Linked DNA regions of Mus musculus: regions 2, 3, 4, 5, 6 and 7 are each linked to region 1. A link is a contact called in public Hi-C, HiChIP or PLAC-seq, Micro-C and promoter capture Hi-C data. All regions are on one chromosome and are shown on one strand. Each heading gives the region's core, a stretch centred on a gene start, on an enhancer-like site or on the middle of the called end of the contact. The rest is flanking DNA. Distances are from core to core; before and after follow the strand shown.

Region 1 (4,009 bases), core at 695-3,194:
CGCACACACAAACCCCTCCCCTACACAGGCTTCCCTCTGGGATGTGGGGCTGAACTCTTTGGTTGAACTCTCAGATTACCCCTGCTCCTCTCAGCGCCCGGTACTGTTCCGGTGCTGACTTCTCAGCGCCGCTCTCAGCTGCCAGCCCACCCTCTTTTCTTACTAGAGGAGCCCCCCTATCCCAGAGCGCATCCCTCAGCTTCGGAGCCCTGCAGGATCAGGGTCACGACCTCCCTCCTATCCCAGAGGTGCCCAGAGGCTTCTTGGAGGAACCCAGGTCCCAGGAGTGCACACTCAGGCAGTAGTGTCCGGAACGGGTGCAGGTCACCAGCGCGCCCGGGAAGGGGCTGTGACTCCTGGGAAGGCACCTTCCTCTGGTTCCCCACTCTGCATCCCAAGCTCAGCGGCAGCCTAGCCCGAATGCCCTAGGAAGCATCAGGAACACCCGGCCGGCACGGATCAGGCCGCGAGCAGTGCGAACTTGCCCAGGAGGTCGGGCGAAGGAGACTAGCCCCGGGGACCGACAGGAGAGGGCCGTGCTCGCCAGGGCGCGCAGCTCGCGGACGCGCTGAGCGGGCGGCGCCGGGAAGGGAGCAGGGGAAGGGCGAGGAGGAGGGTGGGAAAGGACCAGGGCGACAGAAGGTTTCCCCTCCGCTCTTTACCTGGCGTTGGTGCAGTCATTGTAGAGGGTCTCGAAGTCCTTCCTGGAGATGAGTTTGCAGCGGTTCACTCCGGGCTGGATGGCCCCCAGTCCCCTCAGGATGCGAACCTGTTCCACATTGCACACCACCGGCGTGATCTCCAACCGCTTCAGCTTGGTGTAGACGGTGTGCAAGCCCCCCACCAAGTGCTTCAGGAACAGGTCGAAAGCCTGGGGCAGGCAGATCAGCTCGCAGCCCTCCACCGTAAAGGAAGCCACTTTGGCCCCTCTCAGATCCACCATTTTGCACTCATTATTCTGGGGGGTGTTTTCCACTGGGGACGGGGTTGAGTACACGGGTTTCCCAGGGAGGGGGCCGCAGCTGCTGCTGCTACTGCTGCTGCTGCTGCTACTGCTGCTGCTGCTGCTACTGCTGCTGCTGCTGCTGCTACTGCTGCTGCTGCCGGTGCTCGCGGTGATGGGGGTGCTGGAGGCGCCGCCGCCGCCAGCGCTAACGCCGCCGCCGCTGCTCCCGGCCGCCAGGCTGGGGTTGCAGTTGCTCCCGCCGCCGCCTCCGTTGCCGCCGCTGCCACCGCCGCCTCCGCTGCCGCCGCCGCCGCCACCAGGAGAGGTGACTGTGGCCGCGGCTGAAGAAGAAGCAGAAGAGGCAATGGGCTCCGGCCGGAACAGAGTTGGCCCAGACGACGCCGGGGGTCCGATGGATGGAGCCGGAGACGAGGTCGCCGAGGAGGTGGAGGTGGTGGTGCCCGAGGAGGAAGCAGAAGTAGAGATCGGGGGTTGAGGGGGGACCAGCTGGGTCGGAGGGATCAAAGCCGCCGGCACTGCCATGGTCACATATAAGGGGAAACAGAAGGAGGAGAAGCGAGGGGGAAAAGTTGCCACACACCCCCCAAAGGGGAAGGGGGAGAAAGGGGGACAAGGATCGAGGTGGGGGGGGGGGCAGAGACAACAAGCACTCTAGGAAGGAACCTTAGTTGGAGAGAGGGAGAGAAGAGGAGAAAAAGGAGGTGAGGTTAAGAAAGAGCGAGCGCAGGAGGGGCGAGCGCGAGAGGCGCTCGAGAGAGAAACGCACAAAAGTGTCCCGCAAGTCGAAATGCGAGTCCTCTCTCGGGGCTGGGATCGCGGGCTGCTCTTGGGGGGGGAGAGGCGGGGGTGGGGCGGGGAGGGTCGGCTGGTGGTGTGTGGGTCCCGCTCTAGCACAAAGTTAAGGATGAAGGTGAAAAGGAGGAGGGTTGAGGGACTTGGGTTCTCCCTGGCAAGTACATTGATCAAAGATTGAGAGGGGAATGACAGAGAGAAAATGAGCTGAAAGTGCAGGCTGCCGGCTGGACGAGTTGTTGTTGTCACACGGTGCGGAGGGGAGGAGCTCCGGATACTTGAAATACCCTTTGAAGCCGCGAAAACCTCACTCACTAGTATTAACCCAAATTATCCAACCAGGAACTCGGAGCACAGACTCCAAGAGCGCGAGACCGAGGAAAGGGGGTGGGTAGAAAACGGGAGTGGGGGGGGAGGGTACGGAGGAAAAGGGTGGGAGGAAAGCCCTAGAAAAGCCGGGGCCCAAGAGTGGTGCTCAGAGAGAGGGAGAGAAAGCTGGTCATCTACTTCTCTCGCGCTGCTACCGTTACATCCCCTGCCACCTCCTCTGTGGCTTTGAAGGAGAAGACTCTTAGCTCCCACCCACCCACCCACCCCAAAAAGGTTCTGAGCAAACGCCTCATGACTGAAAGAGCGGCGGTGCCGCTGCCAGCTCACCTTCAAGGATTTAGGTTCACACACACACACACACACACACACACACACGCGCGCGCGGGGCATTTGTGCAAGCAGTTACAAAAGGAAACATCCCCAGCTCATGACTGTTGGGCAATTATTATTATTATTATTATTATTATTATTATTATTATTATTATTATTATTATTATTATAGGAAAATTCACATGTAAGCAGTGTGGACTATTTTGTGTATCTGACGGGTTTTTTTTCTATATCAAAAATGTTTATATAAAGATAAAGAAGAGTTTTCAAGCTGCGGGAAGAAAGTCACTTAAGAATAATGGGTGCTCCTGATCCTAGTAGACAGGGATACAGTGGATTAAAACAACTTCCCTTTCACCTCCAGAGATTGGTCAGGGATGACTTCTTTATCTAGAAATTTCTAAAGAGATCAGCTGTCCTTGAAGATTAGAAAGTAGAATACAAAAACACACTGATGTTTCTTACCCAAAACTCTAATTAATTCACCTGGTCTTGCACAGTAATCAACTCTCATTTCTCCTTCAGTACCCGAGGAGAGTCGAAAGTGTGTTATTTAAGTCACACAATAATTATTGGGTTCCTTTCATATTTGGAAAGTCCTGCTATGTTTTGGGAACTTCGTTTTTGCTTTCTCAGTGAGAATGTGTTTGTAAAGAATGAAATAGAAACTAAGCCTCCTGGTTGACTTGTAAACACAGAAGGCAGAAGGGAATAGTGGTTTGGGGCTGCATGAGGGGAGTAAGACACTCATTTTCTCCTCCTGTCTTCTCTAACTTGTTGCACAGCGATGTTTTTTCCGGGATGTTTGACCAGCATAGAATTTGAGCATAGGTCCTGTGTGTTTGTTGCTTATATCTCTAGGAATCTGGAGTAGTTAGGCATTGAACCTGTCTACACATGTCTAAAGATTTCATAAGATGTGAGGAGGCAGCATATGACAGATTTAAGAAATAAACTATTATAACAGGCTTGTTGATTTGAGAAATGTTAGGATGTTATTTTTGCCATTTAGGTATTGAAATTATCACTTTTGTCTTTATCTTTTTAAATCCACTGAACTCTGAAGTTTATTGTCTAAGTATATAGGAATCCGTTAAAGTGAAATATGACACTATTGTCTTATTACTCTTTTATGCTAAACTTTGAGGCACAATACTTGCATTGGAAGGCTTTCTTACAGTGTAAGAATTTTTTAAAAATTGAATAAAAGTATATAAACTTCTACAAAGATAGATGAAGCTTTCACAGCTGTTTGCCCCAGTGTGTTATAATGAGGTGAGGTTTAATAATTTTTGAATCATCAAACCTATTCTTAACTAAAAGCATAGATTCAGTATATACCACAAATATCAAAATATATTTTAGAAATATTGCCAATTTTTAAAATGTCAAATTGCTGCATTTGTGAAATACAACACTGTGGAAAGTGCTAAACTCTAAAAGAAAAAAAAACTAATTTATTTGTGAATGCCATTCCTAACTTCAATAAAATCTAGTGTGCTTTTTAAATGGTAAATTATGGAATGTTTCAATTATTGGTACCACAAATAGAAACGGCCAGTTATAAGTGGGCAAAGCCTGACCTTACCA
Region 2 (4,009 bases), core at 618-3,117, 930 kb after region 1:
GCTTGGAAGCACCCACACTCAGACCTACACGTGAAGGCTGGTATCCCCTCTTGCACAGCTTTCTCTTTGTTCTTCCTGTCATTGGTTATCAGGATAACTTGCAGCTGACTGTCTGCTGCCACCCTCTTCAGGTGCTCGTTGTACCACTTCGCTGCGACTCGGATGGCTCTGTCATTCCTGTCATTGGCATTCTCTCCCTGCTCTTGCTCGATGTAGGTTTCTCTAAATGTAAAAGCGACAGGAAACACAAAACAAAAGCTAGCCAGTGGGGTCAAAACTTCTGGGACATAAATGTTCCACAGCCACTGGAGTTTAAGGAGGCACAATGAATGAGCAGCCCACAGGTGGACACACTGACTATCTATCTATCTGTCTGTCTTGTCTGTCTCTCTCCCCCACCCCCTCCTCCTCCTCTCTAGGAGTGTGTATGTTTGTGTGTCTGTGTGTGTGTGTGTGTGTGTGTGTATGTGTGTGTGTGTGTGCATTTAGTTCCTGCGGAACTTAGTTCCAAGTTCCATGTTCCTGAACATTCCGGTTCAGGAAACTTGGAACTGACAGGAGAGTGCTATTTGCACATACTTGGCATAAGCAGGTTGCAAAGCACCTACGATGCATAAGAAAATTTCATACAACAAAATACTCAGTTCAAAATGTTAATAATGTCAAAGCTGAGAAAGTGACTTTAAGCATCATAGATACATATTATCTACTGTTTAATATAACAGGCAGCTCATTATGTTTAGAAATTTAATTTCAATAAATCAGATGTAAGATAAAGCTTATTAATCACAAACTCCCACATTTTTCTCCTATATATTTGTCACTCACATAATATGGGATTACAGGAGTGTAGATGGTTCTTATCGCCAAAGAATCAACCATTCAACTCAATAGACAACTTAAAGGGAGCATTTCAGAAGTAAAAGGACGACTTTAGCGGCTAGATCCTGGTTTAGGGTGTGACCTCACTAACACTGCGACCTTAGATGAGCCTATGTAGGTAGCACTGTCTTCCACACAACCAGGTAACCACCAAGCAGCACAGGAAGCTACAGCCTGTGTTTGATAAATTCCTTTCCAAGAAGTCTGTTAAATTTAGGTAGCCCTGTGGTTTTGTGATACTTACTTATGGTGCTCATTAGTGAAGGTATAGAAATGCTTTTCCTGGTTATTGGTCACATCCCTGATTCGCTTGTAGATGGGGGCGCTCCGGTTTCTCACTTCTTGCATCACTGTTTGTAGCACAATGACATTTCTGATGGCCGGGTGTTCGAGGACATCAATCTTAAAAAACCAAAGCCAAATGTTAACTCCCCCGTTTTCAGTTCTACCTTGAACTCTCTGCCCAGCCTGAATTCTTGTGACAGTTTAAAACACTGACTCTCCGTTAGGCCAAAGTGGTACTTGGCTGCAGAAAAAACTTGACAAAGTCACTAAGGGGGGACCCTGTAGGCCTGAGACGATGACAAGCACCCATAATCGGACCACAGAGTTTGCAATACCAGAGCTATTAATAAGTAAATTATGCTGGCCCACACAATTTTTTGTTCGTAGGCACTTACAAGCTGCCTGGGGGTCGCAATCTGGAGGCCACAGAAGCCCAGGTCCCCGGCTTCCAGGCACTTATAATCTAAAGTAGAAGAGACACCAGGGGTTAGAAAATGTAACGTGTCTAAAAATAAGACTCCAAGAACCGAAAAAAAATATATATATATAAATAAATAAAGTGACATCAGGGAACGGTACCTCAGCCTGGATGGCAGGATGCGAGCGAGGGTAGCCACGGTACTTGCCTCTCTCCATCCAACATCCCAAGACCCGCCTCCCCGGTCCCCAGCGTCCCTGTCTGCCACGCCCCCTCGTCACCACGCGGCCCCGCGTCCACGCACCTGGTGCAGCAGCACATTGGTGTCCGGCAGAAGGTAGTGCGGCCACGGGCAGAGGCTGCTCGCCTGGTCCCGGGGCTGCAGCTCCAGGGCCGGGCCCGCGTGCGCCCCGCCGCAGGCCGAGCAAGCCGGCGCGCCGCAGCCGATGTCATCCCGCAGGTAGTGCTCGCGCACGATCTTCACCACGCCGCCCGCGCGGGTCTTCTTCAAGAACGTCTTGGACCTGAGCATCTCGCCTCGCGGCGTGGGATCCCGGCCGTCAGCTAAGAAACCGAGGCGCGGCCACGCGCATTCCCGCTTTTGCCCGCTGGCTGGTGAGGTCACTCTCGCGAGAAAACACGAAGGCGCGTTCGTTCCCCGACGGTCGCGGTGATTGGGCGAGTGTTGGTTGTTTCCTCCCGCCGGTGGGCGGGGCTTTCCTCTGGACTACAGCTCCCAGCCTGCACCGCTTCCGACTGGCTTCCGGGAAGGAGTGAGCTTGGGTACCTGCGCACCCCAGGTTCTTCCGACTTCTTCTGGGGCACGGCGTGTGGTTGTCTTGGTGACCGATCCTAACGGTCCGGTAGCCCCGAGATACCTGTTGAGGGGTGGCAGCCTGAGCTGCTGACTGAAGACGCCATTGGTTCTTCCAAGAGTCCGGGTGAAGCTGGTGTTATCCTTATATGCGGAGTTACTGACCATTGAGAGGTAGCTTCCAGGAATCCTTTTCCCTTTCTTTCTCACGCGGCGCAGAGATGCTAAAATGTAGGAAGTTTAGAATGTACGGATTTCTTAATCAAAGAGGGAGAAGCCGGTCCCTGGTCCTTGGTAACTCACGCAAGGATTTGTTTTCTTATTTTACTTTTTTTCCCCCCCAATCCTTTCCCTTTAAAAAGGAAAGAGGCGGATTGTACTGAAGCTCTTCCTGTTCCCCCCCACCACACAGACCTCCTTCTTTAGCGTTCCTCTTAGAGAAACTGAAATAGCTAGTTCTATAACTATTTTACTAAATCGTGTCGTATTTAAACAAGGGAGTTACAAAAAGCCTTGTGAAGGCTAAAATGTGCTATTCAGAATATTCGAGTTTGTACCCTTCTAACCTCTTTAGGTTTTTCAAGTTATTTAAAAATGCTTTTGTCGCACTCTGAGCCTGTTTTCAAATTTTTCGGTGATGCCTTAACTGTAAAACTAAACCTGGCATGTAAGTCTTGCTTTATAAACCCTCCACCGACATACCAACATTTTTCTCTCTGTGTCCAGATTTCAATACTACTTCTGTGAGGACCTTCAGTGACAAAAATCAACCTCTCCTTGAGTTTGAAACTTAGTATTATAGGGCTATCCTTTCTATTTTACATGACTTTATTTATCTGTTACCTTCAAGTAAGATTCTTGCCCCGAGACACACACACACACACAGGACAATGGGTGAGTTCATGATAGGATTTAGTGAGTCTGTTTGATTTGAACACTAATCTGGCTTACATTTGGGACCTTCCAATACCTAATGATCTAGGCGATCCTTGGTGTCTCTTTAATGCTCTGTATGCCCTGTAGTAGGTTTTTTTTTTTTTGTATATTTAACTTTATTTCTTTTTATTCTACAGAAGATTGATTCAAATAATAAAATGTCTCGCAAAATTGCCAAGGAACCAAAAAAAGTAAATATCTCTAGTTCTCTGGAGTCTGAAGATATTAGTTTGGAAACAACCATTCATACAGATGATGTCTCATCATCAGAGGAGCGAGAAGGTAAAGTCAAAATCACCAGGCAGTTAATCGAAAGAAAAGAGATACTTCATAATATTCAGTTACTGAAAATCGAGCTATCCCAGAAAAACATGATGATCGACAACTTGAAAATGGATTATCTTACAAAGGTAAGGTCAGATGCAAACTGTTATTCTCTTGAAACTGAAAAGGAAAGATAAGTTGGTGTATAGGCCGGGTGCGGCTGCACATGCCTTTAATCCCAGCCCTTGGAAGCAGAGGCAGGCCCATTGCTCTGAATTCTAGGCCATCCTGATTTACATGGGGAGGTCTAGGATAGCCAGACTATGTGATTTTTCTGTCTCAAAAACGAAAAAACAAAACAAACAAACAAACAAAAATATATATATATTTGGAATTTAAATGCCACACTT
Region 3 (4,009 bases), core at 513-3,012, 880 kb after region 1:
TTGAGCTTCAAGAAAAACTGCTATCAAAGGAAGATCCAAACTGAAAATTTCATGCTGGTTCTTTTACAATGACTTAAATGGGCTAAAACCTCACACATACTCTTACTTCGTTAAAAAAGCAAACAAACTTCTTAAATGTTTTTATACTGTGTACTTTTTACTTTACAACACGTTCTCTCACAAAAGGTTGGGATGCAAAGCCTTAGCCCTCACAGCAGGCCCACCAACTTAACCAGTTCTCTTCAGACACTACTCACAACACACACTGGTGCACCCAGCACCCCATGGACGCTCCAGAGGCAAAAAGAGAAGCTCAGGAACTTGAGGTCACTCTAGGCTACACAGGCAAGAGTCTTATCTCAGAACAACACAACCTAAAAACCACAACGGTACCCTTGTGTACATACATTTATTTTTACAAAACAATAAGCCGTGGAACATCTAAGATGAAAGAAAAAAGAAAAAAAAAAAAGACAGGCTGGAGACAGAAAAAGAACAATGTGGCAAACAATTAGGTGGGGAAAACCACTGCAAAGCGTAAGGTTATCTTTTGAGAAAGATGTTGAGGGGGTAACCTCTGGAAACCATCAAAGCCACTGCCAAAACAGACATGTAGAACCACACGTAGATGGAAACGTGTAAAATTAAGACAAAGAAAGATGCTTGCTAACGCAAAAGAAAAAGCAAATAAAACCGATCACTTGACACACACTTTACCTGGCTGTCTTATTTTAAATACCCGGAGCTACAACTTTATTTTATTGTTTACGAATAATAGTTACTTTCTAAGTGTTGGGTCCGAGAGGGACAAAGCTGCAGAACCATAGCAGAGAGAAGGGAACTCTGAGACTTATTTCTGTACCTCTGGGTGCGCTCTACCTATCAGGCAGCGGGCGCGGACACACCCACAACCGCGGTCACCCGTGTCGCCCGATCTAAGGAGTGGGAGATGGTGACGGGGAGTGGTGCTCAATCACTGGAAACAAATAACCCGTTACTGAAACGCCTGGGCCCCGGAACTGAGCTCACCGCGTGGACAAAAAGGTCCACGACCCCTTTCGCCCCGGGTCCCCAGGCCACGAGCACGCGCCAGACACGAGCAGGCGCCAGACACTTGGCGGGTCGCGTGGCCCCAGGATGGGCTCGCAGGCAGCGGTCGCGAGGCCTGGAACGCCCCGCGCGCGCCAAACTCCGCCGCAGCGGAAGACCGGAGCTCTGGGGCCGCCAGCTTCGAGGTCGCGGCGGGTCCCCTTCCCCGTCCCCTCGCAGGATACCGCCGAGGCCGACGCGGGGACCGTGGGGCCCTCTACGACGCCTCCATCCGGGGGCTCGGCGCCGGGAAGCGCAGGCCCGGTCAGACGAGAACGACGCGCACTCACCGTCCATGGTCTCCCTCACCGCGTTCAGGTTGGCCGAGGCCGCCGCGCCCGGGCCGCTACCGCTCGCCATGGAGAGGAGAGGCCCCCGCCCCGGTGGGAGAAGGCCTGACCCGGAACTGGAGCGCCCGCCGCCGCTCGGCCCCGCCCACACACCGCGCGGCGGCGCTCGCACCGCCCAGGCCACGCCCCCGCCGCCCGGGCCACGCCCCCTCGCGCCGAGCGCCGAGCGCCGACGCCGGACCGCGTTGATTTGAATTTGGAGCCTCGTTCCCTTGCGCGGAACGTAGAGCGAGGAGTTAGCGTTCGAATTCACCCGGCCGCCTCGACGCCATTGGCTGGTTCGCGGACGGCGGTGGGACGCGATTGGCCGGTGACCTCTCCCCGCCCCGCGCCCTGGTTGGCCGGAGAGCACGGAGGGAGTTAAAGAGTCGGCGCCTGGCGTGGGCATCTGCAGGGTGATGCTAGAACTTCCACGTTGCCCACGAGTGTAGGTACGTTCTCCGTGGCCCCAGGCCTGGACTCCTGCTTCGAGGTGGACCGCTCTGGTTTCCTGGCCCCAGACGTACCTGTGAGCTCGCCTAGGTGTGAAGGGGAGCAGAGAGAGAGGGCGCCTGGACACTGAATGGTCGCTGGAAGTGACGTCTCTGCTGTTTCCGAGGGAGCCCGCTCAACTTTGATCTTACAAAAGTAAATTCTTTTCTTTTCTTCTTCTTCACCCCCGCCCCCATCTCCCTTCTGGCTGTAACCCTCTTTGGAAGGAATGCAGCGTGCCTTTGGATCCCGGAGGGGGAGTGCTCTTTAGGAAAAGTAGTTTAAATCCCCACCTGGGTCCAGCCTGTCACTCACCCTGTTCAAGTGAGGACTAACGTGCCAGTAGTAAAAATTGCAGTTCTGTGTGGAATTACTTGGGTATCCGGACGGTGTTCGTACGGTTTTGTCTTGAGATGATGAATAAGGAAAACGATAAATAGAAGTCGTTTGGTTGGAAAGGCACTTATTTTTGGTGTAATCAGATTGGACCAGAGCCCACTCATAACCGGTTGGCTGCTTCATATATGCCGCATAACTTCCGTGCATGCGTTGCTTCCTCTGAAAAAGTGATAGGAGCATTGCCGTACCTTCCCCAGCTCCCAAGGCTCGGCTCCGGATCATCTGAGAAAACGTGCAGGGCTGATTCTCCTTTGTAAACCATAGAAACTTAACCCCAAGAGGATTCGATTTGGAGTGAGATGTTGAATGTATTTTGTCGGGATTAATATCTATGATATTCAGTAATTTTAATATGTGTACTTTTGATTTCTTTCTAGTTTGCTTCCTGGGCTATGGGAGATGTCAGCGAATTAAAAATGCAAATAACACCAGAAACTCCAGGAAGGATCCCTGTTTTAAATCCCTTTGAAAGTCCCAGTGATTATTCTAATCTCCATGAACAAACCCTTGCTAGTCCTTCTATCTTTAAGTCCACAAAACTACCAGTAAGTTTCTCTTGCCTAGTGTTTACAAGTGATTTTAAGTGAAAGTAACTACAAATAATTTTAAGTGTAAATACAAGAAGAAGATGGCACCTAATCTTGTAATGGTTCTTTGAGCAGACATGATCTGAGCGCTCTTATGCAGGAGGTCGACATCCAGGAACTGCCCACACCAGCACAGAAACAGCACACAGGCTTTACAAGTTAGCTGGTCACAGCTGAGCTACTCATATATACCTCAGACCAAAGACAGCAGCCAAGACCAATATGGAGACAAACATGCCACGCTCTAGTAACGAATTATGGACACAGAAATGTGAATTTCTTATTATTTTTCTGTCATAAAATAGTGATACCTTTGTTTCCTTTTGCCCAGCCATTTGAAAACGTTCAGCCCTAATAAAGCTTGTGGTTATTATAAAAGGGAGCAAAGTCCTGCACTGTTGGAAAAAAAAAAAAAAAAAACTCAGCAAAATGAGCAATTTTGAAATTGTAATGCGTAGCCGGGTGTGGTGGCACACTCCTTTAATCCCAGCACTCGGGAGGCAGAGGCAGGCGGATTTCTGAGTTCAAGGCCAGCCTGGTCTACAAAAAGTGAGTTCCAGGACAGCCAGGGCCACACAGAGAAACCCTGTCTCGAAAAACCGGAAGAAAAAAAATTGTAACGCATGTGCTATGAATAATATTAACCAGAAGGAGGGAACATAGGAAGTGTGTTCTTCAGGAAATCAGGGTTGCTTGTTTTTACTTTGCTACACTGGCAAGGCTCTTTTGATTTGTTAAGCACACTTTCCTAGAAAAGCTGTAAAGCAAGGTGCGTTGGCTGCTTTGATGTCAGCTTGACTTTAAGCTCAAGTCTCAGACTCCGTTGAGAAGATGCGCCCATTAGATTGCATTTCAGCCAAACCTGTTGGACATTTTCTTGATTAAAACTTAGTATAGGCGGGCACAGTGTATTGTGGATGGTCCCATTGACAGGCTGGTAGTCCTGGGGTCTGTAAGAAAGCAAGCTGAGCCAAGCCATTAAGTAGCACTCCTGAGGTCCTACTCAGGATGCCTCAGGTCCTCCTTCCAGGTTCCTGTCCTGTTTGAGTTCCTGCCCTGACTTCCTTCAGTGGTGACCAGTAATATGGTTTAAGCCAGATCAGCCCTTTTCTC
Region 4 (4,009 bases), core at 820-3,319, 800 kb after region 1:
GGTTAGGTTTACGTTACCTGAAATCATTGTGAACTTTGAGTGTTTTCTCCACAAATAATCCATTAAAAACTTATTTCATCTTCTTAAACAAATAAACTAGATGAATCACTCTGTTTTCCCCCTTTTCTACGTCTTTTTTTCCCCTGACATATGCCCCCCTGCTATTAAAAAGATGCTACAAGAGTGTACTAAAAACTATTGGAAGAACTATTAATGTAAGCTAGGTTGCATTTAATAAAACAAAGAAATTATGAATACCTGTTATTAACAGAAGTCTTTAGTCTTGTCCAGAGCCTGAGAATAATTACCTAACATCTACAAAATGTGGCAATTCATCTACCATCTGCTAACTAAACTCTTAGCCATACCAATTCTTTAATCGGGTAAGGGTTTAGTCATAGGAATTTTAACTAGACATGTTTGTGTCTAGAATGAAGGGCCCCACAAACAGAGCCACAGCAGAGAGCTGTGTTCAGACGTGCATGTTCACTGTGTTGGCAGGAGCTAAGATAGAAATCCATGGTTATCTGTGGAACTAGTATGGATGAAATCTAAGGTTATCTCCCACTTAGAGGTTTTCTGATCTATAGAGCAATCATGTGCACACCTTGAAAACATTGTGACTGCAAAGATAACAAATAACTCACCCCCAAAAAACTACAAAATTTTCTCTTATGTGCATAAATTTACCAATATCTGCATGTCTGGAAGGAAGTTCATGTAGGGGTATGTTTAAACATACCAATATCTGCATGTCTGGAATTAAGTCACTGTAGGAGTATATTTAAAGATACCAATATCTGCATGTCTGGAATTAAGTCAATGTAGTATATGTTTGAATATATATACTTACTTGTTCTGTAGATTCTTGAGTATTTTCTGTATTTGCATCACTATTAGAAAAGGTACATATAAAATACATGTAAAATACATACATATAAAAATATGTACAATATAAATACGTACATATAAAATAAATTTATGATTTGTCAATGTTCTACAGCCTTTAAATATATCTTACTCTATAAATGTAAAAAGAAAATATAGTTAGGAGCCTTAATTCCTTCTTTTAAAAAGATTTACTTATTTATTATATGTAAGTACACTGTAGCTGTCTTCAGACACTCCAGAAAAGGGTGTCAGATCTCATTACAGATGGTTGTAAGCAACCACATGGTTGCTGGGATTTGAACTCAGGACCTTCAGAAGAACAGTCGGTGTTCTTAACCATTGAGCCATCTTTCCAGCCCCCTTAATTCCTAATTATGCTAGAAAAATCTTTCCCTGTTTTCCAGACCCTAAGAACTACAGTAGGAGGACAGTTGCTCTAGTGAGTTACAATATAAGGAAACACTAATTTTACTAAACACTAAAATATTATATATTTTCAAAAATATTTTCTATATATTTTGCATCCATATGAACTCTACTATGTATTTCATACTTATTAAAGATTTTTGCAAACCAGAAACTAAGCAGATTAGTCTCATCAAACACAAAGAAATACTTTCCTAGCGTTGAGCTGCAGATTTATTCCTGAATTCCTTTCTTCACCTCCACAGAATCTGCATATGTGATAAACAAGTACACTTCTTTGATGACTGATTTGCCTGTTTACCAAACATGAGGTCTAATTTCTGTTAAAATATTTTTCAATGTTTTTAATGAATTTTAATAAAGGTTTATCAGGCACTTGTTATGGTGCAGAACTTTTATTAAATTCTGTGATCCATAAAACGTTTTTTTTTTTTTGAATGACACGTAGTTTAGTTTTTCATTTAGAGGCTATAAAAGTGTTCACAAAAGTTATGTTGGAAAAAAAAGTGATTGAAAGTGCTAAAACACTGTACAGAATATAAAATCCTTTCATAGACTTTTTATGACACATGAAACATGAGTCTTAAAGGTTTAATGTTACTGACTTTTATACAAGGCTTTTTAATTCTTGATTCCAGTTATGGTTCTGCAAATGAACTGTGACATTAAAAGGAATCCGGCTGGAACTGCCTGGGCTTTCTTTCTAGATGAGCTCTGACTGGCCATCGAAGGCTTGCCCTGAGACCCACCCCGCCCACAGCTGATTAACACTCCCTTGCTTTTGTGGAGCAGAGGAGTGAGCCTGCCTGACAGAGTCCCTCCTACCTCAACTCAGTATTAATGTAAGGGAGGTCAGAGGATTACCAGGAGCAAATATGAAGTGTGAAACATTGCTACGACTTCATCCTTGTTTCCTTAATACTGTACACCGTTTACGGCTGTAATTGGGATGCTGCCTTGGTGAACTACAGAGGCAGCACTGCTGTGTCTGTCCCATTAAAATAATGGATAGAAATTCACTTTGACTCTACCTTTGGGGATTTCAAGTTAGCGAGCTGACCCGAATTCTGTGCAGAAGACAAATTCATGATTTCTGGTGAAGCATTAGATTAAGCCAAATGAAGTTGCTTCTTTCTTTTCTTTTTTGTCAGTTAAAACAATAGAAGCTTTCAGTTGCGTGGGACTCAACAGTTCACAGCACTTGCAATGACTAGTCTATAGACTGTTTAATATCCTAGAAGAATTACACTGTACCAGCTGGATTTGTGTGTCAGCTTGACACAGCTGGAATCATCACAGAGAAAGAGGCCTCGGTTGTGGAAATGCCCCACCCCCACCCCTGTGAGATGCCCCAGCTGTTGGGCATTTTCTCAATTAGTGATCAATAAGGGAGGGCCCAGCCCATTGTGGGTGGTGCCATTCCTAGGCTGGAAGTCCTGGGTTCTAAGCAAGCCAGAGGAAGCAAGTCAGTTGGCAGCACTTCTCCATGGCCTCTGCATCAGCTCCTGCCTCCACTTTCTGGTACTACTAGACTCTGGACAGCAATATTTGTTCTGAAGCTCACTAAGAGAGCATCCACAGTTACAGCAGTAGGCAATGTGTGTACAGTGTTATAGACAGGTTGAGAAATAGTAATTATTCAAGTTTTACATGAAAAGCTTGGAATCCATGTACTTTTCCAACATTAATCACTAGTATACTCCAAAATGGTGAAATGAGTGCCTGTGCTGTCGCCTGCAGTCTCAGCTTATCCGTCAATTTTAATAATCCTTTTTTCTTATTTCAAAGTCATTTTAATGAGAAAAGGGGTATCCTGTGATTTCTCAAAATGAATCACAACTTAATATCTTTTGTGTAACCAAAAAGCTGCTTAAATAGTATAATCCTATGTCCTTGTTATTTGTGACCTTCTAATGAGAATCATGTGATTCTAATTTAGCAAAATTAATGAAATAGTTTCTTTGTCTGTGCATATTAGCAGTAGCTCCTGTAAACTGAAAGTGCGTAAACGGTACGGTTCTTTTAATGTACTTCAGAAGTTATGGAAAGATGTATTTTGGTTCATTACTATATAGTACATTAAAGACATATTTTCATTAACTTACATGATTTTATAAATCATCTGTTTGTGGCTTAGTTTATTATAAATGCTGTCTGTGAGACATTAAAACTGCATTTCAGCTGGAAGCGTCTGTGTTGCAGCTATTCATTAAGACAGATTTGCTGTTCTCTTATGTATTCTAAATTAATAAACTTTTACTCAATTGCCAAATGATTTCTATACTATATGATCTTTGAATATTACTTCTCTATCTATTACCCAAGAGGTGAGCAATACAAAATTCCGAGTACTAAGTCCTCTAAAGCTAAGAGCTAACAAGCAAAAATCCTCCCTGACACTCGGGAAACCATGAGCAATCTTCCCAGAGGGAGAAGACCCTGAAATTTATAGAGAGAAATCTCAGCACGCCAGTGGATAGACAAGAGCCATTACTAGCTATAGAAATCTAAAGACAGTTTTGGGAACATCAAACATCACTAATTTAGAAAGGAGAAAAAATAAGCTAAAAAACTTATAAAACCTATATTTAAAAGGCTATTTCTGAACAGCTGATATTTTCTTTTTTTCTCTTTTTTTAATATTTTCTTTAAAATCATACTTTAATTTTTTTGTACTTGTTGCATTTTTTTC
Region 5 (4,009 bases), core at 950-3,449, 690 kb after region 1:
ATCTCTCCAGGCTTTTTTGTTGTTTTTTCATTTCTATCTCCAAAATCCCCCACCATGTGAAATTAAGAATATCCTATTAGAGATTCCCACTGAAAACAAGTGTTGATAAGGGCATTGTTTATTTTACAGCCCTCCATTTAGAAGGGACAACCTCAAAACAATCCTGCTGATGTATAGGCATCAGTATTGTCATGTGTGGCCTTTTAACAAATTAAAATAACCACAAAGTAAGTTATGAGGTATGCTCACAAGCACAGAGTTGACCACCCCAAGCCTGAGGTATCCTGAAGCTTGGACTCGGGGCATAAGAGAAGCAGCGGATTCTCAGAACTCAGAGCATTCACTCTAACAGGGATCTGCAGGATGAGCCAAGGTCTTCCAGTCTCTGAGTGATGCCTCTCTTCCCCCTAGTGCTTCCTGATCCTTCGCTCTGCAGATTCGGTGTCTCTATTAAAACTTCCTACTCCTCTCTCCCAGCTTGTCCACCTCTCTTAACCCCTACAAAGGACTGAAACTGGCTGTCAGTTTGGGGGCTTGCCACAGTCATAGCAGCCTTTGTTAATAAGTTAAGAATCTACAGGAATCCCCTCTTTGCTGTCTCTACACTCTGTACATGAGAGCAATCAAATGGATCCGCTGGAAACCCCTAGCTGTGAATTCATAAAAGAGCAAATGAATAGGACAGTTCAAAGGAGATATTTCACTGAAATATCCTGCTGCTGCCGTTCTATTCTGCATTTAAGGAAATAATACCCATGCCCAAACAGCCTCTTTCTCCCTTAAGTGGAGGGTTGGTATCACACAGAATGTCTACACAGGGGAACCGATTGAAGGCAGAGCTGAAAGCTACAGTTCAGCCTGATCAGCCATGTCATATGTCTGGGGCAAGTCCAGCAGGGTTTAGAATGTGCTTTGAAAGAGTCAGTGGGAGTTGTCAGCGGCCCACACAGGCAGGAACTGCTATCCTGTGTTCCCTCAGATGGGAAAGGAGCCTGCAGGGGTTTTATGAGTGGGAAGCCTGTGTTCTAGGTTCTGGGTGAGGTTTTTGTATGCTTCTAAATGCACCTTTCTAACAAACTTAGGAAGGGGACTCTTTTCACATTTGTACTCTGTTTCTAAACAGAAATTGCGTTATTTCTTTAAAATTAGAAAGCGAGAGCATAGAAGATGTAATTATGGACACAAAGCTACATTACATAGATGGGTGAAGCTGAACCCACATAGAGAGCTGTGGGTTTCTGGGCACATTTTAACCCAGCACTCAATGCTGGGAAGAGAATAAATAGTTGAACTAGCCTGGTAATCCCAATAGTCCTGGGCTGATAAACAGACACAGAGACAATCTGCCTGCTAGTTCTAATGGTAGCTCTGGGCAGAGGCAGGGTGAGCCTGAGTCCCTTTGGTTTCTTCTTTGTCCATTCTTCCAAATAGGAATGGGTGTCTGGTCCCTATTCTAGTGGCTGAGTCAGGAGTATCGTTGTGAGAAAAGGCAGAAGAAGAAAGAGAGCCCATCTTCTCTCTCATCACTTGAAGAGTAAAATCAAGAAGGACCAGACTCGAAGCTCACGGACTTCCACAACATAGAAACGAAATGACACACTTGTCATGATGTGACATTGTTTTTCTTCTTACAAAGAAGAGCAAGCTGGAAATCTAGAGGCTTTACAGAGATGTTCAGCCCAATTCCCACTAGCCGTTGATAACTCCACTTCTGCTACTTGGTTCGGAGAATTGATGCCGTCCTGAGACTAGACTGACAAGTTCAAGGTCTCCAGGATCAGTGCCATTTACAAGTCCACCAGAAAGCATAGCAGGAACATATGGGAACCACTATACCTACAAGAGCCACAAGCCCATGAGTGCTAATACCTAGCCCCCTTCTTACCTGCCTGCACACAGGCAGTACAGAAAGGCGCTGTGGGGACCTTTCCATAACATTTGAATGGCAGGAAAGTGTTAGCTTTTCAGGAATTACGGTGACAGGAGGCACCTGTGCTAGAACTCCTGCTCAAACCAGTCTGGTGGGTACTGCATTTTCCTTCAAGACCCTGGGGCTTGCTTACGCGTGCTTTATTCGAAGCTACAGTAATCTGTTCACAAGAGACAGAAATCCTGGTAAACCGATCCTTAAAGCCTGTTGACATTTGTCCACTTGGCAGATCATAAAAGCTCCTTAAAAAGCACAGGAGTAAATGTGTAAACTGCTTCCCAGAGTCTGTGGCATAGACGCCAAGAGGAGGCATGCCTGGGATAAGATCGCTGAATTGTGACTGCCTTCCGAGTGGAACTTCATTTCCGTCTCGGGTTGTTTGTGAGGTATTCGCCAAGATCAGCTAAAACAAAGACAGAGACATATGAATTCAGCTCAAGTGCTCGCTTTTAAGTTCTTAGTCTTCAAAAAGGCTGGAGATTCGTTATGAGATAGAGTTTTTGCATAAACAACCCTTGCTAACAAGAGGTTTCCCCAAATATCAGTTAAATTTTAACTATTTCTCTGTAAATGTTATACAAGTGCCAGAAACGGCCTCAGAGTGTTGAAATGGGAAAAACCACACAGCGCAATGGCTGGTGGCCATCAGATTGCAAGAGCCTGGGAGTTCAAGATTAATGGCCCCACTTGCCCAGTAGAAGACTTAAAAGGGGATAGAATAATCATGACAAAATTGTAAGTGCTCAACACAGCACAGAGAAATCGCTACCTGAAGCTATTCTGCCTGACTGAGGCTCTTGCCCGTCTCTCAAAACTCAGGGACAACATTTAAAACTCTATCTCACAGTAATCTCCACAGATCCAGTTCTAAGTTATCCAACAACTGTTTGTTAGACAGTCCCTAGAGACCTTACTCTGACTTTCTTTTGTGCATCTACTGCGTTGTACCTTGCAATCTATACTCAGGAGAGGTAACAGTTGCAGCTCAAAGGTGAACTGGGGGCACCAATAATGTCTTCTGCAAAGTGCTGTCTGCACTCCATGTCACTTGGAGAGTGACAGTCATGGGTCAACTCTGCTCTATACCAAGTTCCTAATTAAGATACAACCCTATCTTGAAGAAGCCGATTGCCTAGAGCAAAATCAAAGAGAGTCAACAAGCAGGTTTTATAGCTCCTGATCAGGGTCATATGAGCTCATAATAAAGTCTCAAATTAGTTAAAACAGTTCTAGAGAGCTAACAATTGAGTGGAACAGTAGGTAAGAAGGGCAAGAGAGCAAGCAGAGTCATAGTGTCCAGGACATAGCAAAGGAACACGTGTTTACCTACATCCTGTCAGTGTGTATAAGTGTGTATCTTATCCTGTGTATAAAATGTGCACATAGTGTGGTCTGTAGAAAAGATATTTGAATTCATGTGTTTCCCTTTAAGCTCGACTTGAATACAATTCGCTCATAAATTCCGAGGTCTACTCACAAAAATAAAAAAAAAAAAAAAAATCACGCCGGACGGGGTGGCGCACGCCTTTAATCCCAGCACTCAGGAGGCAGAGGCAGGCGGATTTCTGAGTTCATGGCCAGTCTGGTCTACAAAGTGAGTTCCAGGACAGCCAGGGTTATACAAAGAAACCCTGTCTAGAAAACAAACAAACAAATTATTGTTGATACTGAGGAACTTACAATCCACTATGGGCAATGGTTGGTCTCACTATTGATTGTTTGTTTAACTTAGATGTTATCAGAACCAACATTATATAAAAATAACAATTGACACTGATTATTTGGTCAAAGGTTTAAAGGTTTTAAATTTTCTTGCCTAAATGGGTTGAGTCATCTTTCCGGGACAGAAACTCAAAATAAAAGTTTTCTGCCTTGCTTTGCTTCATCTTCTGCTTAGCAGACTTAGCCATTGCTGTCCTGGGTGCTATCTGAAAATCAAAATGCACTTTGATCAGGCATTAGCTTCATTGGGATTCCTTACACGGATCTCTGAGATCATCTACAGAGCGATACAGATAAAGACTCAGACCAGTCACGGGGGGATGCTCAAGGTGCAGAATGCCCACAGAGCAAGTCATG
Region 6 (4,009 bases), core at 582-3,081, 660 kb before region 1:
CTCTTATAAGGACCTCAGAGATGCATAATTATGATGTCCTTACAATTTTTAATTGTACCACTTAAATGATCATTATCATATACACCACATTCTACAGTAAGAAGTGTTATTTGATTTTTTCAGTAAGAGCCAGTATACCTTAAATAAATATTATACTATATCTTTGGCTTATGAAAATCTTTGGTGGGTTCGACCAGGTATCTGAAAAATCACAGGAAGAATTCATATACAAAGAAAAAGAAACAGAAAAGATTTGATGAGGCCATTAAAACACATACACACACACACACACACACACATGAAACAACACAAAGTATGGTAGAAAATGTGATATATACAAGGAAGAGAAGGTCAACTAAGCTAAGCATACAAATTATTTATGAAATAACAGAAGAAATGGTGAGAAATACTTCCAGAGATTATCTTGTAATCTTTTAAAGTATTGTGTGTGCTTTGGTCTTCCTGTTTTCCTTATTGTTGCACATTTCCTTTGCCTTTGGAGATATAATCTGATGAATGCATTCTTGATATGGTGGGCAGTATGACTGGCCGTTAACCCACATTTATTAGAATTATAGCTCCTCCACAATTATTAAACGATGGGCCCCACTGTTCAATGGCATTTAATGCAGGGCCTTCAAGTAACATTCATTATGTTACTGCAAAAACAAAAAATAAGAGGAAAATTAGTGTTTTATTTTCATTGAAAAATTAATGTTTTATTTTCATTTGTGTTTTGATTAGTTGATATGAAGTTAAATTTCCCAGAACATGTGCACATGAATTGAATATTATCAAGCTAACTTTATTATTAATCCTCTAACCATGTCTTCTTATAGGCAGGCATCCTGAAATTCTTGCTTCATTTTACACGAATACAAAGTGGAAATCCAGGGACATAGACCATGAGTACATTTTATATATGAGATGAAAAAAAAATCTCCTCACCAGATATATGCTAAATTAATACTCATTGGCCTTGGGACAAAAACAGGCAAACATATTGTGATGTACAGCCATGGTAATTGCATTCTTGAGACTCTTGCAAAGAACTAAGTAGAAAACTAAAGTCAAGTAGTAATCATATCTTTAACATTTATAGTTGATTCCCTCCACTTCTTATTTACATCAAAGGGAACATAAGAATGGGGCTCCATGATTATGAACTAAACTGGAGTCTGGTAGTCAATATCATCAGCAATCCTTGGGAATTAATGAGAAATTCAGTATATCAGATCCAAGTTCAGAATCATGGTTGCAGAATCATTTCTCAAAGTCTTTGGGTGATTTCTTTTTCATTAAAGTTATAGTGTAGATTTTTTTTTCTGAATGAGTTTCAATAACAGATACCATTCAATTACAGAATATAACTTTTGTAAATAATTGAATTCAAATGTGAAATAATGGAATATGAAAGTGTAATTAATGATTATTGTACAAATTGTTTCAGACTGTGGTAAACATGATTATGATAATGGAGTTTCCTACTAAAGAAATAGATTACTTGCTGAGTTTTCTAAGTTTACCATATATTATATCTTGAATATTTTTCTTAGGAGAAAATATTAGCAAGATAATAAAATTATTGCAACATCCTGTTTTGGAAAATTGGTTCGAATATACAATGAGATTTGCAATGTTATATATGGATACTTATGTGTTAAAATTCCAGGCATACAATTGCAGTATTTGCAACAACAGAAACATTAATATTTAAAGCCATTGTTTGCCTTTGTCTCCTGCTGATAACTGTTTTCCTTAAAAGCACTACAAAAGACATTCTGAACAGATGGTGGCTGGTTTCTTCTATCCTGCATCCCCTCACAACTGCCACTGAGCCTCACCATTCATTAATCTTCCATAGACTTCCAGGAGCACAGCAACTAAATTACACACATACACACACTGAGGCCAGCATTTCTGTCAGGCTGAAAATTAAACTGAAGAGCCGTGTGCCAAGTCTTTTAACCAAACTTCCCTGAAAAGCAGTTAGAAAATAAACACTTAGCTTAGAGACTGACCCATGAATGCTTAGTCTTGAATGGACATTTTTGGCTGATCATTAGATCTTAGATATTCTCTAGCAGAAATTTAGAGGTGGAATTAAACTCTCAAAACATCTGGTTTGAATTCACCTTGACTCATAACTAATTTACTAGGAAGCTAGTTATTTGCTCTTTGAAACAAAATAAGTAAAAGAGAAAATATCACAAACAAAGCTTGTAAAATATTCTTACCTGTCTTTTAGAAGCAAGTAAAATTATACTCCAATTCTTTAATATTTGAACCATTATCTTCAAACCACATATTTTTTCTGAAAATAAAATGAAGTGAGTTAATTAAACATTCAGTGGTTTCTCAATATTTTAACACTTTTCCTGATAATGCTTTAATAGTACCTGAATGATAAAAATGAATGTTTCTTAAACATAATTTTTATTTGGGAGTATCATTCTTTTTCATATAATCACAAATTTGAGAAAATGTCCTACAAGTATTTTAAAGTTTTGTCTTCCATTTTGTATATATTTTAGCTAAGTCATTCAGTACTATTTATCTGTATAGTTTTTTAAAAAGCATTAAATTTAGCATGTTAATTTTCTAATACAAAGGATATATTTTTAAGCCTATATATCATTTATAAAATTGGGATATACAATTTGGTAAAATTCTTTTATAACCTGCATTCCACATAAAAATGTGATCTTACTGATTGTTTTACTATCATTCTTTTCTCCAGATGTGTTTCTAACACAGCATCTGGCAGTGCACTTCATTGTCAAGTTTTGTACTTTCCTTAAATCTGGACATGGCTTCATGGTAACCATAAAGTTTCATGATTTTGAAACTTTTGAAGATTTCAGCCAGTCATTTCATGCAATGGATTGTGCAGAGGTTTGTTATTTTTTTGTAATTAGAATAATTTATGAATTATTTTAGTAATTAGGATAAATTATAACGTATATAGGCAGAAAAGTCACATGTACATGGTAAAATGTATCACACCTGATGTTGAGTTTTCTTGATATTACTGATGCCATATTTAACCCTTTAGTTCAAGGGGTTTCCATTTTTTTTTCCTAGAGTAACTATATTTTTCCTTTGTGGTGAATCCTATGATTCTTTGGAGATTCATTAAATATTCCACTTTATAAAAAGAGAAATTTTTCATTTGATATTTAAAGCACTAACTTTATATTTAATATCATAGTTATAGGAGTTTTATTTTCACAATATAATTTAAATTCAAGTGCTAGACATTTTTTTTCAATTTTTTATTGATTCTTTCTGAGTTTCACATCATGTACCCCAGTCCCACCCATCTCCCTGTCACCTCACGTCTGTCCTCGACATTTGGAACCTCCCCATAAAATGAAAATTTTAAAAAAAAGTATACAAAACAAAGAAATACATAAAAATATATCTCATCGTGGAAGCTGTAGTATGTCACAGTTTATCCCACGGTATACCCATCTCTCCACATATTTCCATTTTCTTTTTATTTCCCCTGTCATTTTTTTTTCCATTTTTTATTAGGTATTTCGCTCATTTACATTTGCAATGGTATACCAAAAGTCCCCCATAGCCACCCACCCCCTCTCCCCTACCCACCCACTCCCCTTTTATGGCCCTGGCGTTCCCCTGTACTGGGGCATATAAAGTTTGCGTGTCCAATGGGCCTCTCTTTCCAGTGATGGCCGACTAGGCCATCTTTTGATGCATATGCAGCTAGAGTCAAGAGCTCCGGGGTACTGGTTAGTTCATAATGTTGTTCCACCTATAGGGTTGCAGATCCCTTTAGCTTCTTTGGTACTTTCTCTAGCTCCTTCATTGGGGGCCATGTGATCCATCCAATAGCCGACTGTGAGCATCCACTTCTATGTTTGCTAGGCCCAGGCATACTCTGACAAGAGACAGCTATATCAGGGTCCTTTCAGCATAATCTTGCTAGTGTATGCAATGGTGTCAGCATTTGGAAGCTGATTATGGGATGGATCCCCGGATATGG
Region 7 (4,009 bases), core at 539-3,038, 620 kb before region 1:
GCCTGGAAGCCCCTGGAATCTCAGCCTTTGTTTTGTCCCTGGGCCATCATCTAACACTCTTTTGCTTCTTCCACTATCTTGCTCCCCTTCTGTAATTGACAGGGGACATTTTACAATGAGGGCATTCCTTTTCTTTTACAATGGGGACACTCCTTTGCAGACCTTTTACAATGGGGACATTCCTTTGATGTTAATGTGTTGCCTAGCACCACTGTTTTGGCCTATGTACCTGAGCAAATACCACTGTGGTTTTCATCTTTAAAAACCCTCCATTTCCCAAGAGTAAATGAGACTTGAACCGGAATTTTTGTCTTGTCTCCTTCCTTCAAGGCTCCTGATCCCAAATTTGATTTGCAGCTCCCTTCTCTCGAGAACCCTGTTGTTTAGGTCCTACGGGTTGGGGCAGGGTAAGTGGTAGAATGTAGTGGTTTAAATAGTATGAGTTCCATAAACTCCTGTGTTTGAATGTGTGGTGTTGGAGGGTGAAACCATGCCAGGAAATTTGGTAAGGTACAGCAGGTCAAAACCTGGAGACTTGTTGAGCAAACATCTGGGGCTTAGGTGACTCCCAGCTCCCTGCCAGACTCTAGGCCCGGAACACTTTCTACACTCCTCTTATAAAGAAACGTGTTCTCTGATCAAGTAGGCCCAAACCAGAATTCTCCAAGCTAATGAGATACCTAGAGGCCCAGAGGGATTGGGCAACAAGCTTCTCTTCCTGGACATTCCTCCCTGTAAAAGGTATTTATTCTTAGGTCTACCCTGAGAAGTGGGTTTGGTATGTTGTGTTTCCATTCTTTTACCATGGACTGTTTACAACCATGGACTGTCTTTTTCATCAAGAAGGCATTCACCTACTGAGCCACAGTCTAATTCTCCAGTAGAAGGCCTCTCTACATTCCCAGTCACAATTGCCATCAAGCCTGCCTCCACCAAGCTAAGGACAATCACCTCTGGGACAAGCCAGAGGACCCCTTTTCCTTCCCGGACTTATGCTAGCAGCTGTCTCCATCCATCTGCCCCGAACTCCATTCTCAGCTCTTCCTCGACTCCCAGGAGTGTCTGGATGTATGAGTCTAAGAACCCCACAGCCCTGGGAACCCCCAAGCCAGCTCCAGCTTTCTCATATCTTGGACTGCCCTTTCCCACCCAGAGCAGTGTCTTGGTGCTTCCCTATAGCAAGGCACCTGCCCGGGCCCCCCGGGCAGCGTGGGTTAAGCACATTCAAATTCCCCACATTCAGCCTTCTCTAGAGATCATGTCCAGCAGCAGAGTGGACATGGACCATCAGCTTGATGTAGCGTGTAATTTTAAAAGCTCATGCTAAATCCAGCTATGTGCCAGCAAGGGTGCTCTCACCCATCCCCCATGGCTATCTCTAAGCAGTCTGCTGGCCCTGACTCCCTAGGCTGACTTGCTGAGCTGACCAAACCAGTTTTTCCTGGAAAGCTTAAAGCTCTCTCCCCCATTCGTCAGGCCATCTCCCGTGGTGACTCCCTTGAGCCCCATGGAAGGAAAACACTAAACATTTATATTTATACCAGCCAGATTTATACTGGTAAATCTTCCACCCCAATATGCCCGTGCAAAGAACCCACAACTCAGTTAATATATTTACAATTTGCATGCCTAGATTGGGCAGATATGCCACTACACTACTCTATTGCCCAACTATGAAATCCCTAGCTACTTGCTTTTTTTTTATCTTCCACTGCCCATTCACAGACTCTACCCTTTATTTGATCAATTAAGATTACAAGGGAAATCACCTGAGAACTTGATCTACTCCTTGTCAGGGCATGCCTTTTTTGGGAGCAGAATTAACATCAAAATACAAACAGCAATCCGCAACAGTTTGGCACATAGGGAGTGGCAGTTTGGTAAATTCATCCTGTTGTCGTAGGTGTGGCCTTTTAAGAGGAAATGTGTAACTGTGAAGACAGGGTCTAAAGATTCCTCTACTCAAGGTATGCCCAGTGTGACATACAGTCCCCTTCAGCTGCCTGCTGATCAAGATGTAGAGCTCTCAGTTCCTTCTCCAGCACCATGTCTGCATGGATGGTGCCATTCTTCCTACTATACGCTAGCACCAATTAAATGTTTCCCTTTATTAGAGTTTCTTTGGGGCCAGGCATGGTGGCTCATGCCTTTAATCCTAGCACTTGGGAGGCAGAGGCAGGTGGATTTCTGAGTTTGAGGCCAGCCTGGTCTACAGAGTGAGTTCCAGGACAGCCAGGGCTACACAGAGAAACCCTATCTCAAAAAAAAAAAAAAAAAAAAAGTTTCTTTGGTGTTGGGGATTGGTTCTAATGATTTCTCTTAATCCAGCTCCTGAAATTACTCGGGAAATCTTCAAGTCCAGAGGCTGAGGGTCCCTGTTCCCAATTGGTTTTTGATTAAACAATAAAGAGCCAGTGGCCAATGGCTGGGCAGGATGAAAGAGGTGGGACTTTTAGGATTCCCAGGCAAGAAAGGCAGAGGTGAGAAGCAACAGAATTTCCATGATGCGGAAATAGAGAGATCAGATTTAAGAGCTGCAGGAGAGGGATCATCCAGCAGTATAGGTGCAATGGAAAAGCAGCTCCATGGGAAGGCTGCCCAGAAGGAAACAGGGCAGCAAAGATAAAATGAAGATTTAGAAAGTACCCGGTACTCAGGAATACTGGAGGGGGGAAAGTGTGCTAGCCACGGGGAGGTTTGGAAGTATCCTGCTATTGAGCTAGTCAAAGCATATCAAAATATAAAGGTGTGTGTGTGTGTGTGTGTGTGTGTGTGTGTGTGTGTGTGGTTTCATTCACTCTGGCATGAGGCAAGAAGTACAATCACTGGGAGTTCAGAACAGATTAATTAAGTTATTCATAGCAAAAGGAAATCTAATGAAGACAAGTAGACATGCCTTTTAAAACTTGGTATTTCAAGGTTTCTTACTCTAAATGATATGTAGTTATGGGTTTCTGCATTTGTTCCCACTTGCTGAAGGAGGAAACTTCTCTGATTATGACTGAACAAGACACTGATCTATGACTATAGCAGAACATAACTAACAATGATTTTATTGCTACAATTTTTGTTTTGTTGTAGTTTCAACTTTGTCTTAGAAGAGTAGTATTTGTTTTTTCCTAGTTCCCTGGGCTATCTAGACTCAGGTTCTTGGACACATAAGCAGTGCCGGGTAAGGGTTCCATGTAGGGGAGTGGGCCTTCAGTCAAATCAGATATTGCTCGGTTACTCGCACAAACTGTGCCTCCATTGCACTAGAATATCAAGCAGGAAGAACACCATTGTAATTCAAAGGATCTGTGACTGGGTTGGTGTGCATTTTGCTCCTTTGTTAGCTTAAAACGTACTTCTTGTACCAAAGAGGTTACACAGCAGGGGTGAAAGATGTAGATAGAAGCCAGCTTGACTCTCAAATGTCAGTGGCTTGTGTAGGTGTTCTGTGCAGTGACAGGGGCTTGTGTCAATCTGCAGAGAGTACTTACTGCCTTTACACTAGCCTAGGTTGCTTCAGAATTCTCATTGGACTTTTGTGTCCAACAAATCAATTAAATGTAACCAAACCTTTTTACTGGACACTTCACTTGGTGACAAGAGATGGGCAGTTGAGACTCTGTCTTCCCTGTTTTAGATGATTTCAATTAGATTTTCTTTATATGTGTATGTATTTTTAAAAGCTTCTTCTTCTTGTTCTTCTTCTTCTTCTTGTTCTTCTTGTTCTTGTTCTTGTTCTTGTTCTTGTTCTTGTTCTTGTTCTTGTTCTTGTTCTTGTTCTTGTTCTTGTTCTTGTTCTTGTTCTTGTTCTTGTTCTTGTTCTTCTTCTTCTTCTTCTTCTTCTTCTCCTCCTCCTCCTCCTCCTCCTCCTCCTCCTCCTTCTTTTCTTTTCTTTCTTTTTTTTTTGTTTGTTTGGTTGGTTGGTTGGTTTTTTGAGACAGGGTTTCTCTGTATAGCCCTGGCTATCCTAGAACTCACTCTGTAGACCAGGCTGGCCTCAAACTCAGAAATCCACCTG

The links. Promoter capture Hi-C pulls out the DNA fragments that hold promoters and counts their contacts. A called contact is a pair of places that touch in the nucleus more often than the background predicts. HiChIP or PLAC-seq counts read pairs in DNA pulled down with a chosen protein or histone mark.
Region 2: a contact with region 1 is called in a Micro-C map of embryonic stem cells, with 7 times the contacts expected there. The contact joins the promoter of Pibf1 here to the promoter of Dach1 in region 1. A contact is called at or near these places in 3 of 39 promoter capture datasets (the HPC-7 cell line, hematopoietic stem and progenitor cells and hippocampal neurons), 3 of 484 Hi-C or Micro-C datasets (embryonic stem cells and hematopoietic stem and progenitor cells), 1 of 115 datasets of contacts at active chromatin or transcription factors (embryonic stem cells) and 1 of 9 other capture datasets (adipose tissue).
Region 3: a contact with region 1 is called in a Hi-C map of hematopoietic stem and progenitor cells, with 4 times the contacts expected there. The contact joins the promoter of Bora here to the promoter of Dach1 in region 1. A contact is called at or near these places in 13 of 39 promoter capture datasets (the 3T3-L1 cell line, the HPC-7 cell line, cranial neural crest and 6 more), 8 of 484 Hi-C or Micro-C datasets (LSK cells, embryonic stem cells, erythroblasts and 4 more), 14 of 115 datasets of contacts at active chromatin or transcription factors (acute myeloid leukemia, astrocytes, bone marrow-derived macrophages and 10 more) and 3 of 9 other capture datasets (adipose tissue, embryonic tail and macrophages).
Region 4: an H3K4me3 HiChIP or PLAC-seq map of embryonic limb bud shows a contact between it and region 1, with 5 times the contacts expected there. The contact joins the enhancer-like site here to the promoter of Dach1 in region 1. A contact is called at or near these places in 7 of 39 promoter capture datasets (the 3T3-L1 cell line, the C10 cell line, HPC-7-derived erythroid cells and 2 more) and 10 of 115 datasets of contacts at active chromatin or transcription factors (bone marrow-derived macrophages, a colorectal cancer cell line, embryonic forebrain and 6 more).
Region 5: a Hi-C map of uterus shows a contact between it and region 1, with 4 times the contacts expected there. The contact joins the enhancer-like site here to the promoter of Dach1 in region 1. A contact is called at or near these places in 10 of 39 promoter capture datasets (the 3T3-L1 cell line, the HPC-7 cell line, embryonic stem cells and 5 more), 2 of 484 Hi-C or Micro-C datasets (the HPC-7 cell line and uterus) and 9 of 115 datasets of contacts at active chromatin or transcription factors (bone marrow-derived macrophages, embryonic forebrain, embryonic hindbrain and 5 more).
Region 6: a promoter capture Hi-C map of second pharyngeal arch cranial neural crest shows a contact between it and region 1, with 4 times the contacts expected there. The contact joins the enhancer-like site here to the promoter of Dach1 in region 1. A contact is called at or near these places in 7 of 39 promoter capture datasets (the 3T3-L1 cell line, embryonic stem cells, hippocampal neurons and 3 more) and 3 of 115 datasets of contacts at active chromatin or transcription factors (embryonic forebrain, embryonic hindbrain and embryonic midbrain).
Region 7: a contact with region 1 is called in an H3K27ac HiChIP or PLAC-seq map of embryonic stem cells, with 4 times the contacts expected there. The contact joins the enhancer-like site here to the promoter of Dach1 in region 1. A contact is called at or near these places in 6 of 39 promoter capture datasets (cranial neural crest, frontonasal cranial neural crest, hippocampal neurons and 3 more), 13 of 484 Hi-C or Micro-C datasets (the AML12 cell line, the HPC-7 cell line, brain and 9 more), 16 of 115 datasets of contacts at active chromatin or transcription factors (bone marrow-derived macrophages, craniofacial prominence, differentiating embryonic stem cells and 10 more) and 3 of 9 other capture datasets (embryonic stem cells, embryonic tail and embryonic trunk).

The regions. Positions count from the first base shown.
Region 1 is chr14:98,167,821-98,171,829 of GRCm38.p6, forward strand. It overlaps Dach1 (dachshund family transcription factor 1), which reads right to left and starts at 1,945. Exons shown (of 12, transcript NM_007826.3): 1 at 663-1,945. The coding sequence starts at 1,489. It overlaps Gm33583 (a long non-coding RNA gene), which reads left to right and starts at 2,084. Exons shown (of 2, transcript XR_003951195.1): 1 at 2,084-2,146.
Region 2 is chr14:99,097,557-99,101,565 of GRCm38.p6, forward strand. Pibf1 (progesterone immunomodulatory binding factor 1) reads left to right here and starts at 1,868. Exons shown (of 18, transcript NM_029320.3): 1 at 1,868-2,573; 2 at 3,473-3,745. The coding sequence starts at 3,494. It overlaps Dis3 (DIS3 homolog, exosome endoribonuclease and 3'-5' exoribonuclease), which reads right to left and starts at 2,214. Exons shown (of 21, transcript NM_028315.2): 1 at 1,890-2,214; 2 at 1,127-1,284; 3 at 29-222. The coding sequence starts at 2,117.
Region 3 is chr14:99,044,615-99,048,623 of GRCm38.p6, forward strand. It overlaps Bora (bora, aurora kinase A activator), which reads left to right and starts at 1,763. Exons shown (of 12, transcript NM_175265.5): 1 at 1,763-2,066; 2 at 2,687-2,854. The coding sequence starts at 2,702. Mzt1 (mitotic spindle organizing protein 1) reads right to left here and starts at 1,522. Exons shown (of 3, transcript NM_175245.4): 1 at 1,380-1,522. The coding sequence starts at 1,449.
Region 4 is chr14:98,970,077-98,974,085 of GRCm38.p6, forward strand. No RefSeq gene overlaps it. Among named protein-coding and RNA genes, the nearest start is that of Gm41228, 67 kb to the left of the region's middle. Within about 2 kb of position 2,070, at least 12 of the 459 cell types and tissues checked have an H3K27ac peak or open chromatin away from gene starts, as enhancers often do. A contact at or near this core is called in embryonic limb bud, where this site is marked.
Region 5 is chr14:98,861,667-98,865,675 of GRCm38.p6, forward strand. Gm46478 (a long non-coding RNA gene) reads right to left here. Exons shown (of 3, transcript XR_001781409.1): 3 at 1-2,333. Among named protein-coding and RNA genes, the nearest start is that of Gm46478, 9.6 kb to the right of the region's middle. Within about 2 kb of position 2,200, at least 10 of the 459 cell types and tissues checked have an H3K27ac peak or open chromatin away from gene starts, as enhancers often do. A contact at or near this core is called in liver and uterus, where this site is marked.
Region 6 is chr14:97,509,665-97,513,673 of GRCm38.p6, forward strand. No RefSeq gene overlaps it. Among named protein-coding and RNA genes, the nearest start is that of Gm23276, 180 kb to the left of the region's middle. Within about 2 kb of position 1,832, at least 6 of the 459 cell types and tissues checked have an H3K27ac peak or open chromatin away from gene starts, as enhancers often do. A contact at or near this core is called in second pharyngeal arch cranial neural crest, where this site is marked.
Region 7 is chr14:97,543,108-97,547,116 of GRCm38.p6, forward strand. No RefSeq gene overlaps it. Among named protein-coding and RNA genes, the nearest start is that of Gm23276, 210 kb to the left of the region's middle. Within about 2 kb of position 1,789, at least 15 of the 459 cell types and tissues checked have an H3K27ac peak or open chromatin away from gene starts, as enhancers often do. A contact at or near this core is called in differentiating embryonic stem cells, embryonic stem cells and stem cell-derived epiblast-like cells, where this site is marked.